Regions from separate parts of the Hordeum vulgare genome. Here region 2 is linked to region 1. A link is a contact called in public Hi-C data. All regions are on one chromosome and are shown on one strand. The core of a region is the stretch at or near the end of the contact, and the rest is flanking DNA. Distances in the headings are between cores, read along the strand shown.

What was found. A called contact is a pair of places that touch in the nucleus more often than the background predicts.
Region 2: a contact with region 1 is called in a Hi-C map of seedling, with 3 times the contacts expected there. The contact joins the promoter of LOC123445010 here to the enhancer-like site in region 1. A contact is called at or near these places in 2 of 6 Hi-C or Micro-C datasets (leaf and seedling).

What each region holds. Positions count from the first base shown.
Region 1 is chr3H:556,217,000-556,222,995 of MorexV3_pseudomolecules_assembly, reverse strand. No RefSeq gene overlaps it. Among protein-coding and RNA genes, the nearest start is that of LOC123445009, 150 kb to the right of the region's middle. Within about 2 kb of position 1,490, at least 3 of the 3 cell types and tissues checked have open chromatin away from gene starts, as enhancers often do. A contact at or near this core is called in leaf and seedling, where this site is marked.
Region 2 is chr3H:556,619,872-556,625,307 of MorexV3_pseudomolecules_assembly, reverse strand. LOC123445010 (vacuolar protein sorting-associated protein 53 A) reads right to left here and starts at 3,211. Exons shown (of 24, transcript XM_045121924.1): 1 at 2,869-3,211; 2 at 2,599-2,693; 3 at 2,299-2,355; 4 at 1,937-2,087; 5 at 1,749-1,819; 6 at 1,464-1,588; 7 at 849-1,009; 8 at 604-745; 9 at 320-383. The coding sequence starts at 2,917. It overlaps LOC123445012 (UDP-N-acetylglucosamine--peptide N-acetylglucosaminyltransferase 110 kDa subunit), which reads right to left. Exons shown (of 12, transcript XM_045121926.1): 12 at 4,287-5,179. The coding sequence ends at 4,839.

The DNA.
Region 1 (5,996 bases), core at 241-2,740:
ATGGTCATGACGTACACAGGAAATCAAAGATGTGTAAGAAAAATGTAGAATTGTTCAAAAAAAAGGAAAATAAAAGTTTTAGAAAATAAAATTAAATAAAAAGAACAAATATAATAAATGAAAACCGACATAGAAACAGGACGGTTAGATAAGGAGAATCTCTGAACAAAAAGTATAACAAAGAAAATAAAAAAACTGATGAAAATATATTAAAAACAATGAGAACCAAAGTATAACAAATACGAAAACACCATAGCAAACGGATGACGAAATTTAAAACCGAAGAAAAAACAAAAGAAAGCGGAAAAAAAAAAGAAAATGTACCAACAAAATCCTAAACAAACACAGCAACGATCGATGAAACGAAAGAGCAACCGAGAAAATCAGCGTCTGAGTCGGCCCATACGCATGAAGCGAGGGGAGTGACCATCTCGCTGTTTGGGAGATATAAAAGGCAAATTCTATTTAGCCTCACAGGCACCAATTATTGAAAAAAATTGCTAAACGGCGCCTCCAGTGCTTCCATCCCATTTAGATTTTCTACATGTGTTTAGTGTGTGAACTTTTTTCCAAATTGATGAGTTTTTTTTTTAAATTGGTGAACTTTTTTTTGAAAATCGATGAGGCATGGTTATCCCGGGATAGAAAAAAAGCCTAGAAACATGTTTTTTTTTCGTTTCTAAGAGGCACAACCATGCCTCTTGCTAAGGCAAAACTATGCCTCTCGCGAAAAAAACAGAAAATACATTTTTTTTTTCATATTCGGAAGGCACGACCATGCCTCTTAAGAAAGCGAAACAGTGCTTCTTGCGAAAGGAAAATCACGCTTCTCGCAAAAATATATTTGTTTCGTTTCCGAAAAGCACGGCCATGCCTTTTATGAAAGCAAAATCGTGCCTCTCGCAGAAGCAAAAGAGTGCCTCTTGCGAAAAAAACTATGAAGCATTTTTTCGCTTTGATGCAATTATTTTTGAATTTTTTTGTCAAAAAGCTAAGGAAGACAAGCAAAAGACTGAAACACCAAAAAAACCAATGTAAAAAGCCAAAAATACATGCAAAAAAATGCGAAGAAAATGCACAAACCACGACACTTGGCGGCGGCTGAGAACCGGCAAGTAACGCCGCGTGAGAGTGACCGTTGAAAGGCTTCCAAGAGAGTGCTCCATAACTAGTCCCCCCCCCATCCGCCTATAAAAATGAAAACTAAAGCCCTCCATGTCCGGTACTACTCCATTCCACGGCTTTCTATATTTTTATCTTTCTATGTTTTCTTAGAGAACTACTACGATTCTGCCATTTTATCATTTGTTTAGAAACTTTCGGCCTTTCTATATAATAATAAGAATAAAAAATAGGAAGACTTTAAGGTAAATGGGTCAGCCCAATAGTGAAGTTTTCTAAATGCACGAAGGCCCTAAAAGTCGGGATGCGCCTCAAACTGCCCTATATGTGTCGCATTGGGCAAACCCTATTTAGCGCCCCAAGCGCCGGCTAAAGGCAAAGTGTCCTAACCGGCGCCTGTAGCCCTCCGTAATGGGCCCGCCCATTTACAAATTCTTTATGAACTTATATTGAATTCGATGAACTTCTTTATAAATTGTTGAACTTTTTTTTTAAATCGATGAACTTTTTTGAAAATTAAAGAACGTAATCTAAAATTCATGAAATTTTTCGAAATCACTGAACTATTTTTAAAAAATTAACGAATGTTTTTTCAAAATCGATGATATTTTTTTCGAATTATGTGAACTTTTTGAAAATTCATGAACATACTTCTAAAAATCGGTGAACTTTTTTTCATAATCATTGAATTTGTTTCACAAATCTGAACGTTTTGAAAATTCTGTAAACTTTTTTCAATTTTTTAATAACCAACGAATTCAATATGGGCCGACCCACGAAGAGGGCCGCTGCAGGCACCCGCTCCCCTAGTGGCGCCTGAACCGCCACATAGGAGGTCCCGTCGCATTACGCAATGTATTGTCCAGGAAACGCATAGGGCCGGCCCTGTAGTAAATATACACTATAGCACGGGACCAAAAATCTAAAAAACGCGTGCGTTTACGCCGTATCGAACCCGTGACCTATCGGGGCCTTGCACGCGATGCTAGCCAATAGACCAGACAAACTTTGGAATTGTTGAAGTAGCTAACACCTATAAGAACAATCTACTTGTATGAACATGTTATAGGTAAGTAAAACAATACTTTAGGAGTATTGTACCTACATCATTTGTCAAACAATACTTTAGGAATTTTATTTCAAATTCCAATTCTTTTTAAAAGCATATCTTTAATAGATCGAAATGTTTTCAAGAAATTGAACTTTTCTCAAAAGGCAACTTTATTTCAAATATGCATACATTCTTCATTAAAAAGTACGAACATTTCTTTATTAGGGACCAATTTTAAAGTATTTATGAACATTTACTCAAAATTGCAAACATTCTTCTGAAAGCACATGTATTTCTTCAACCAAGATGTTATATACTATTTTTTGAAATTTTGAAATCCCATAAAATTTTGAAATTAAAGAATAAAATTTCAAATTAAGAACAACATTTGAATATGTTTTTAAATAAATTACGAATTTTTTTTAACTTAGAGCATAAAATTTGAAATCAAGAACAAAATTTGAAAATGGGAACAAAAAAATGAAAATGCCTAACATTTTTTGATTTAGATATTTTTCCTTAATATCAAGACCCACAATTTAACATGGAACAAAAACGTAAAACTCCCAAACATTTTCTGAATTTGGAGAACAAAGTTAGAAGTAGAGAACTATTATAAAATCCCGAACAAAATTTGGAAATGCGATGAAATTTCTAATATATAAAAACGGAAATATGTTCAAAAACTTGAATCTATACGAAATATAAATATCCCATAAATTGTGAAAAGAAGCTATCAATATTTTAAACATTTGAACATTTTCGAACTCCTGAACATTTTTCCAAATTTCTAAAACAAAATTGAAAAATAGGAACATATTATGATATTTCGAGTAATATTTGTGCAAATGTGAACATGTTATAATTTTTTAAATATTTTATGGAAAACGAAAAAGCAAATTAAAAAACAAAGAAATCTAAAAGTGAAACAAAAGAAAAGAAACAATTATCGAAATAAACAAAAATACGAGAAAATGAGAAAAGGGGAAAAAGGAAAAAGAACAAAAAAATGACGGTTTAAGAACCTTCTAGAAGTTTCCTAAAATCATAGAAAACTGGATGAGAACCTCTAGAAGGTTCCCAAAACTGAAAACGCTGAGATGCTTAAACGGACCGGCCCAGTCATAATGGTCTTACGATCTCCTTTGGGAAGCAGCTACATTTTAACCCAAAATGCGTTAAAATAGGGATTTCCGGGCACCGCATCGGCTGGATGGTACTCGAGCATCCCACTAAAAAAATAGGGATTTTTGGCATCGCATCGATTGGACGGTACTACAGGATCTCTTTAAAAAAATATACATCCAGCAAAATTAAAGGGGAAACGATTTATTTTTGATAGAAAAACATTTTGAGAGTGGGATACGATCTCACGCCCTTTGGGAACCACACCCCTAACGTGCCTCGGGATGGAAACGGGCGACCCGGCCCTAGCCTCGGACGTGGCCCTCATGGCCTCAAGGCCAATTTATGAGTCCGCGGGGCGACCCATTTCTTAAATGCCGATGGCCTTGCTGTCCCGATGGATATCTCGGGTCGGTTTAAATTTTAGTTGTTATCTAGTATTGCGGGTAGTTACACATGTTGCAGCTAGGCAAAGAGTTCTTTTCAGTTGTGTATCTGAGCGAAAAACTATAAAATTAACAAGTTGAATAAAAAAATATTTGCATAAGATCACGAGTAGAAAATTCCTCCATACTAGCAACAAGCTGGATGAACAATAAAATCATCAGCTATATTTATCCGGCACTGCGAGTCAAAAAAATGTGTTTCTAAAAAAATCAGAACATTGCTGTCATGGCATGAATTTGGTACATGCATGATGATAATTCATCTGAAAAACGGTTACCATGCAAAGTTCAATTACGTCAACAGTAGCAGAATGATTAAACTATCACACGTCAATATCAAAAGTAGTATAGATATGTCAACTACGGTCGAGCGACGAGCTGGACGACGAACGACAGATGTGCCAGGAACGGAACCAAACGGAAGGCACGCCGCCGGCGGCAGGGATGGACGGGGCGGCCTGTAATGCCTCAAGTGTAGGACTTTTCCTTTTTGTAACCCTCCATGTGGGGCCACCTTGTCAGAGATCTTGATGATATCATTTTGTGCCATGATTTCATGTGTGTCCCTTAGTACTTACTCCCCTTGCATGCATGCATAACATATCATTCCTTGCCATACCTTATGATTGCATGCCATGATCATGTTGTATTTGTTCTTACTAGCAGTAGTGTTGTGGTGTTGTGAGTGCATGTGTTCTTGCTAGGGTTAGGTGGTGGTATTGCACTATCTTGTGATGCATGTGATAATGGTGTGTGTAATGTAGGAGTGAGTGCTAGTCATTTTAAGCTCTTGCTTTTTAAACTCCTTTTTCCCTCCTATTTTTCCATGTCAAAATTCCTTCTTCCCAAAAATGATTCTAAAATGTCTGGTGGTTAGATAAAAATGTGGCTATGAGGAGGAGTATTTTTGCTGACTTGTTATTTGTTTTAAAAGGTGCAAATAAATCCAAAACAGCAAATTAATTCCTGTTTTGCATTTATTTCAAACAGCTCCAAATATTGCTTTCCTATTTTTTTTTGGGCCATAATTCCTCATGACCAGCAGGATTTTCCTTTTAGTTTTTCTCCCAGTAGTTTATTTTGGGTAATATTTTCTTCCCTGGGTGCATTTTTTTCTATTTATCTAATTGGAAAACCTCCTGTGTAATTATTTCATTCCCTCGCCCATTAAGTCTTCCTCCCGTGCTGGCCCAGTAGCTCTCCAACCCAGCGCGAGGAGCCCAGGCGAGGCCTCCCCTCCCTCCTTTCTTTTCCCTGACGGCGTGTCGTCTCCTTCCCCGCTTTCTTCTTTCCGTCAGCACGTGAGAGAGAGGGAGAGCTGACGGCGCCGTGAGCGCGGACGTCGAGGGCCCTATATATTTGGGCGTCCGAGCCTCCCCTCGAATAGGGTTTCCTCCTGCCGCCGCCATCTCCTTCTTCCCCCTCCATCTCTTCCTTTCCTCCCCAGGTAAGCTTCCTGTAGCTAGCAGAGAGTGCAGAGAGAAGAGAGTCGCCGACGTCTACCCGCGTGCGTCGTCGGGCGGCACGGCCGCCATGTCCGGGGGCTCGGGGTGGTTCCCCGCGTCCCATTCCCGGCGCTAGGAGCCCCGGGGAGCGACCCTCCAGTCGAGCTCGTCCTCGTCAACGGGGCGAACCGGGCGAACTGCGTCCTCTTCTTCGGTCTACGGAGGAACTGCATCAGCTCTTCTTCTTCTCCTCCGGCGTTCCTCCTTCCTGTTCGGCGCTCCCTCTTCTCCCCAAGGTGAGGGCCGTCGCCCCGTGCTTCCTCCTCCTCGGTTCGGTCCAGACCCGCGGCAGAGTTCTTCGTTCAACTCTGTCGCCGTTCGTCAGGGGGTAGTGGTTGCGTGTGCGTGTAGGGTCGTAGTTGCGTCGTGTGTTGCTGTTGTTGGTAAGAGGTGGTAGCAGGGGCTCGCCTCCACCCAGCGCGAGGGGCTGTTGCGGCCGAGTGCGGGCCTCCTTCTCTGACGGGAGCTACTGCCCGTTGGAACCCAAGCCAGCCGCTTTCGTGGGTTCCTGTTGGTTCAGTTCGTGGGTAGACCCGTGGTAGTAGGCGGAGGGCTTTCTGCCCCCTCTCGTCGGTAGCGCCGTGGCCGGAGAGAACCCCCCCTCGTCGCCGGTAGCGCCGCGCGGCAGCGCCGGCAAGCGAGCAGCCAGTCAGTCTTCTCTGTCGCTGGCGCTCTCAACAGACAGGAGATGATTTCTGGTAGTTTTTACCTGTATGCGAATCCCCCTCGGTCAGATACCTCTTCGTA
Region 2 (5,436 bases), core at 1,962-4,461, 400 kb before region 1:
AAATGAGCAATTGCACACTCAGTCAAAACATTAGACATATGTAGTATGACACAGCTCATAATCCCAGATATAAGCTGCTACGACATTAATGCATTATGATGTACATAATTGTGTTACTTCATTGATATTTTGTCGCATTAAAACCAACAGAAATCTAACAGTATACCAGAAGCAAGATGAAACCAATAGAAAAATTATCTAAAAGATAAAATGATTTGATATGATATAGGTATAGTCGTCTGCACAAAATGGTAAGACAAAGGGGACATAGTAATTCCCATCTGTCATCCATACTTCAAAGAAATAACAAGCAACTTACCAATAACAAAGTTGCAACATCTGGCTTTTCTTTGAGATTATTCAGGATATCGACAAGCTGGGTCCTGGAAAAGAAGTAATTTGTCACCAGTAAATTAATTTGTCCAGCAGAAGATAATAATTGATCTGACATCTGAGTGGTCAAATATTATTAGCGACATAATGCATAAAAGAGGATGTAAACTAAGTTAAGTGATGGTTGCTTTAGTATTATGTGAAACTCCGTGCTTGGCGAAGAAAAGAAGTAAGTTCATAAAATGCAAAAGTGGAGAAGCAACATCAAACCTTGTAATCTTACAGAACTGGATACACAACAGATAATCAACATGCCAAGAAGGTGGAAATATTTTCCAGGTATCTTCATTTGACCGTAATCGACGCTTAATCCATGCATATCTCCTTTCAGTCTTGTCTAACTTGGCCAGTTCTGTCTCCCCCAAAGAAGTATCAGAAAAATAAGCAAAATGTACACCCATTTGTAATAAAGTGAAATAGACAACTGATGTACGTAACATATACAAGGTTTTGACCTGCTCCGTCAAAGATCTGCTTATACGAGATAAGTTCCTTGCTGCAAAAATTCTTTACTAGTTCTTCCCTCACGGACGGTTCCAGAGCATCAACCACCAAACAAGCATCAGATAGCTGCTGCAATAAATTCTCATCTTCTGTTTCCTTCCCAGTCCCTAAGCTGCAAAGTTATACTAATTTGTGGATCTGTTTCATAGTTTGAAATATATAGCAAACAAAACAGTTGGTTAATAAATACAACTTTGCAGTGCTACGATGTGTTCCCATTTCTCAGGCATGAAATAGTCAGGATCCCAAACTGTCGGTCCAGCAGGGGAAGTATTTGATAAAGTAGCCTATTTAGGGAATATAATTTCTATGGCTTTTTCAATCAACTTACCTGCTACTCACTGGATTCAAACTATACCCGCTGATAAAACCTCACTTATTGAGTGATAATACTGAAAATGACGAGGAAATGAAAAGGTGCTACTTCCCAAGTTTGGCCACCTGTTTCTGGCTAACTCAGGGATTAATTGTCATTTGCATTGAACTTACTTGCAGTACCTGACTGGTTTACTACTCCAGATAAAGTGCTGCTACCAAGGACAAAATACAGTTCATTTGTTGTGTACCTTGTAAAGTCTGAATATACATGAGATTTAAGGATTTTCTTGATGTTCTTGAGTTTCTCTCTGAGCTCTGATATTTTTGGCACATCCCGATAGGCTTCAAAATGACTGCACAGCTGGTTTACTGCCTGAATGTAAAAAAGGATAAGGAACTTTCCTGGATAACTTATGCACACAAATAAAAGCACCAGCATGCCAATTCAAAATGGTTACAGCAAGCGGTAGCATGGATATAAACACTAGAAAGTTTGCAGGTGTGTCGTGGATTAATGTGTCTTACACGCTTACCTCGAGTTGTGCAGCTGCTTCTTTGTACTGACGCTTTGAGGCCATGACCTGAAGTTGCTCGACAGCAGAAACTGGACATGACGTATGCACATTATGAGTTAGCTTAGGTGGATGCAGTCTTGCTACTGAACATTTATTTTTAAGCACAATAGCACATACCCCAAATAAAGTGAAGTAAAGAAACTAACCAAGCATAGTAAGGCGGTGAAGAGCCGTTATTGTAGTTGTTATATGCCTCTTGGCGCAATCCAACTTTTTAATGTCCCGGCAGATTTCTTGAACCATTGTTTCACTTTGCTCAGCCTTCGTTTTTATTTCACGTATCTTATACATTAGTTCCTGTTAGTATAGAGCAAAGTTAAACTCCAATCATTCCATAAAGTATTCACTCCAGTACCTGATTAACATCCTACCCTTTTCCCCTAAATAGACATCCTACCCTTTGCAGAGCTAATCCAACTACAGCTTAGTAAGGCTTGCCACTCAATCGATCATCGAGTAAGTTCATTGTGGGTAAAATGCAAATCATACAGAAAGGGGGAAGTATGACCTGAACAGCATTTGTGGCAGCAGCAAGTTCTTCTTTGGCCTTGGTTCCCGAGTTACTCTGTGGAGTAGCAACATCTTCCCGTTATCAGATATATATAGTATAGCCATAAGCAATAATAAGCAAATACCAAACAATTCCGGAGCATATTCAAAGTAAATTCACTGCAATTGCATCATCATAATACCACACCACTTCCTCGTACCAAAGAACTACATAACACATCAGTTCTAAATGCAAAGAGCGTAGATATTGCAAACCACAACACTGCTACAAGTGGAGCACGAGATCACGAGTCCGAACCTGCTGCCGCACGGCGGCGAGGATGCTGGCGTCCACACGGCGAATCTCGCTCTGTATCTTCTGCATCAGCGGCTCGACCCCCGACAGCGACGCCTCTGCCAAGCCGCAGGAAAAAACAAACGCAAGCTGTTATAAACGCTATATTCCTCGAGCACCCAATGTTAAATCCCGGGCCAGCGAAGCTGGAAGCGAGCGCATTGCCGCCGCGGCAGCATCGCGAGCGAGCGGCCTGGCCGAGGAACGGGAATCGAACTCGAGCGGCGCGCGTACCGGTGGGGAACATCTGGTTGATGTACTCGAGGGCGCTGGACTTGTCCATGCCGGGCAGAGATCTCGCTGCCCCGAGCGCCCGCTCCTCGAGGATCTGGCGAGGCCCTCCAGAAGGATCTGGAAGAAGGGGGGGACGATCCGGCGGGGACCGGGCGGTCGGGGAGAGGGGCGGGGCCGGAGCAGAGGGCGGGCGAGCGGGGGAGGGAATGGAAGGCGCGGACTCGTCGGCGGGGTCGTCGGCGTCGTCTGCTCGGCCGATTTGTGCTCGGCGGTGGTGGGCGCCGAGTCGGTTGCTGGCAGGTGGAGCCCCAGTTTACCCGCTTTTCCAGCTGTGAGCCCGAACTTCACTTGGGTAGTTAAGCTATGGTTTGGTTTTCAAACTTGTTGGTCGAGTCGAGTCTCGAGTGAGATGAAATGCACTTGCACATAGTGACCTCTTGCTAGTGAGGGGGGCATCAAGGTAGGAATTGTGAATTAATACTTCCTCCGTTCGAAATTATTCTTCGCACAAATTGATAAAAATGGATGTACCTACAACTAAAATACATCTAGATACATTCAACAAGTATTTTCCGGACCAAGGGAGCAATACACATGTTTACATATACTAGTACTATGTAATAATTACAAACTTGCGCTTAAAGTTCAAATTTCAAGACCGGAGACTTTCAAAGAGACTAGGGTTCCATGGAGGCAGAGCTGATGACGTGGCTTCCAACACATTAGTGGAGGCAGAGGGAAGGACGATTAATATTGGTGGATTGGTGGACTTGGCTGTGCTCGTGTCATTGTTGTTGTTTGATCAGTTGTTTGTATGGTCATCCACACCATTCAAGTTTTTGTTGCTGTTGACTGTGTAGTTCATTTAATTGTTGTCGATTGCTCCATCGATCTGTATGCTCATGTAATTGCTTTCTTGTTGATATGTAGTTGATGCAGAGGAGAAATTGTTTATTGTGTACTTGAATATTTAACTTTTTACTACTACCTCCGTCCGGAATTAGTTGACGCTTAAATGGATGTATCAATATTTGCGCAGTTAATGCAAATTCTTTGTACGATTTGTTGTAGTTTCACAGAGGGGTCAAGTTTTTGTATAATCTGGTCATAATTTAACTGGTGGATCTACGAGGTGTGGTGTATTTTGTGATATATGGTGATCATTGTGCATTGCTATTGCATGTAAGTTGTTATGCCAGATTGGAACAAAAATAACTAAAATAAACTAAGTGAAACATGGCTAAAATACTATGAAGTCAATATCAGTTAAACAACACACTATTTCAGTTCAGAGGCATTATAGGCTTTTCAATATAAAACTCAGACGGACAACAACCAAAAAGAACTGGGAACTGGACTTGGTGTCAAATTAAAAGAGGAACAAAGATGCCAAATTTCACAGGGCGGCATATAGAAAGTAAAAGGGGAACCAAGGCACCATATTTTGTGGGGAAATACAGAAATAGGCTGCGTCCATAGTAGTGGGGAGTCGGGAACTCCTACAAACTTCAAGTGACACTACCGAATATTGATAATGGTGTTAACACAACTTCATACCAGAGACGGAGTCTTCCAAGAGAAAACCTAGAGCTGGCGAAGTGGCAACTGATCTTACAGTGACGGTGAGTTGTGTATGCAACTAAACCTGTGAGGTGTTATGTACATGGTACAGGTGCAGTCGGTTCATGTTCATGTCACATGCCTGTTACAGCAGTCAAATTCTACTACAGATTCTGGGCCCTTTCCGAGTGGCCGGCCACAGAGAACCTACTAGCACAGCAACGCGGAGCCTGGGTGCTGATCAACGACACACGGACGGCAGCAGCATTAGAAGTCACCAAGCATAGCTTCTGAGTTGGCCCCTTGAAAGCTGACATTCCAGATCTGAGATTTGCACGGGCTAGTCCTCCTAATTCGAAGCTCCGGCGCGAGGCTGAAAGGTCATCACCGTTCATCATCCCTTCCTTGCCCTACTGTTTCTTAGCCAATGTGAGGGCTTTTGCCAGGTTCGATTTGGCAGCATCAAGCAAGTCATCAGACTTCACGGCATTCTCGAAACAGCTTATAGCATCCTCCCAACGGCCCTCCGCGACAAACACAAGCCCCAGGTTGTTATTGGCTGGTGCATATCCGGGACAAATTTCCAATGACCTGGATAACATCTTTCTTGCAAGTTCATACAACCTGTGCTGCCGATAAAGGATCCCAATGTTCGAGAGGATTGCGTATGACTGCTGGCTTGACGATAGCACTAGTGCCCGTTTATACACAGTTTCAGAGGACGGATCATTCGATAACTGCAACGCAATACCTGTGTAAATAGCCATCAATGCACACACATTAGTCATGGAGTTAATGTAGAAATAATGTTTAGGGAATTACAGATAATGATCGGATGATATACGGTAAATAAACAATATGGTGGTCAAGTTAACTTTGTCCACAGGTACGACTTAGAGCATTGCTGGACTAATTAGATAAATTGATAAAATTTGAAGACTGATGGAACTAACCAAGTATACTAACAAAAAAAATGTTAGAGCATTCATTTAAGCATCTGACATCATG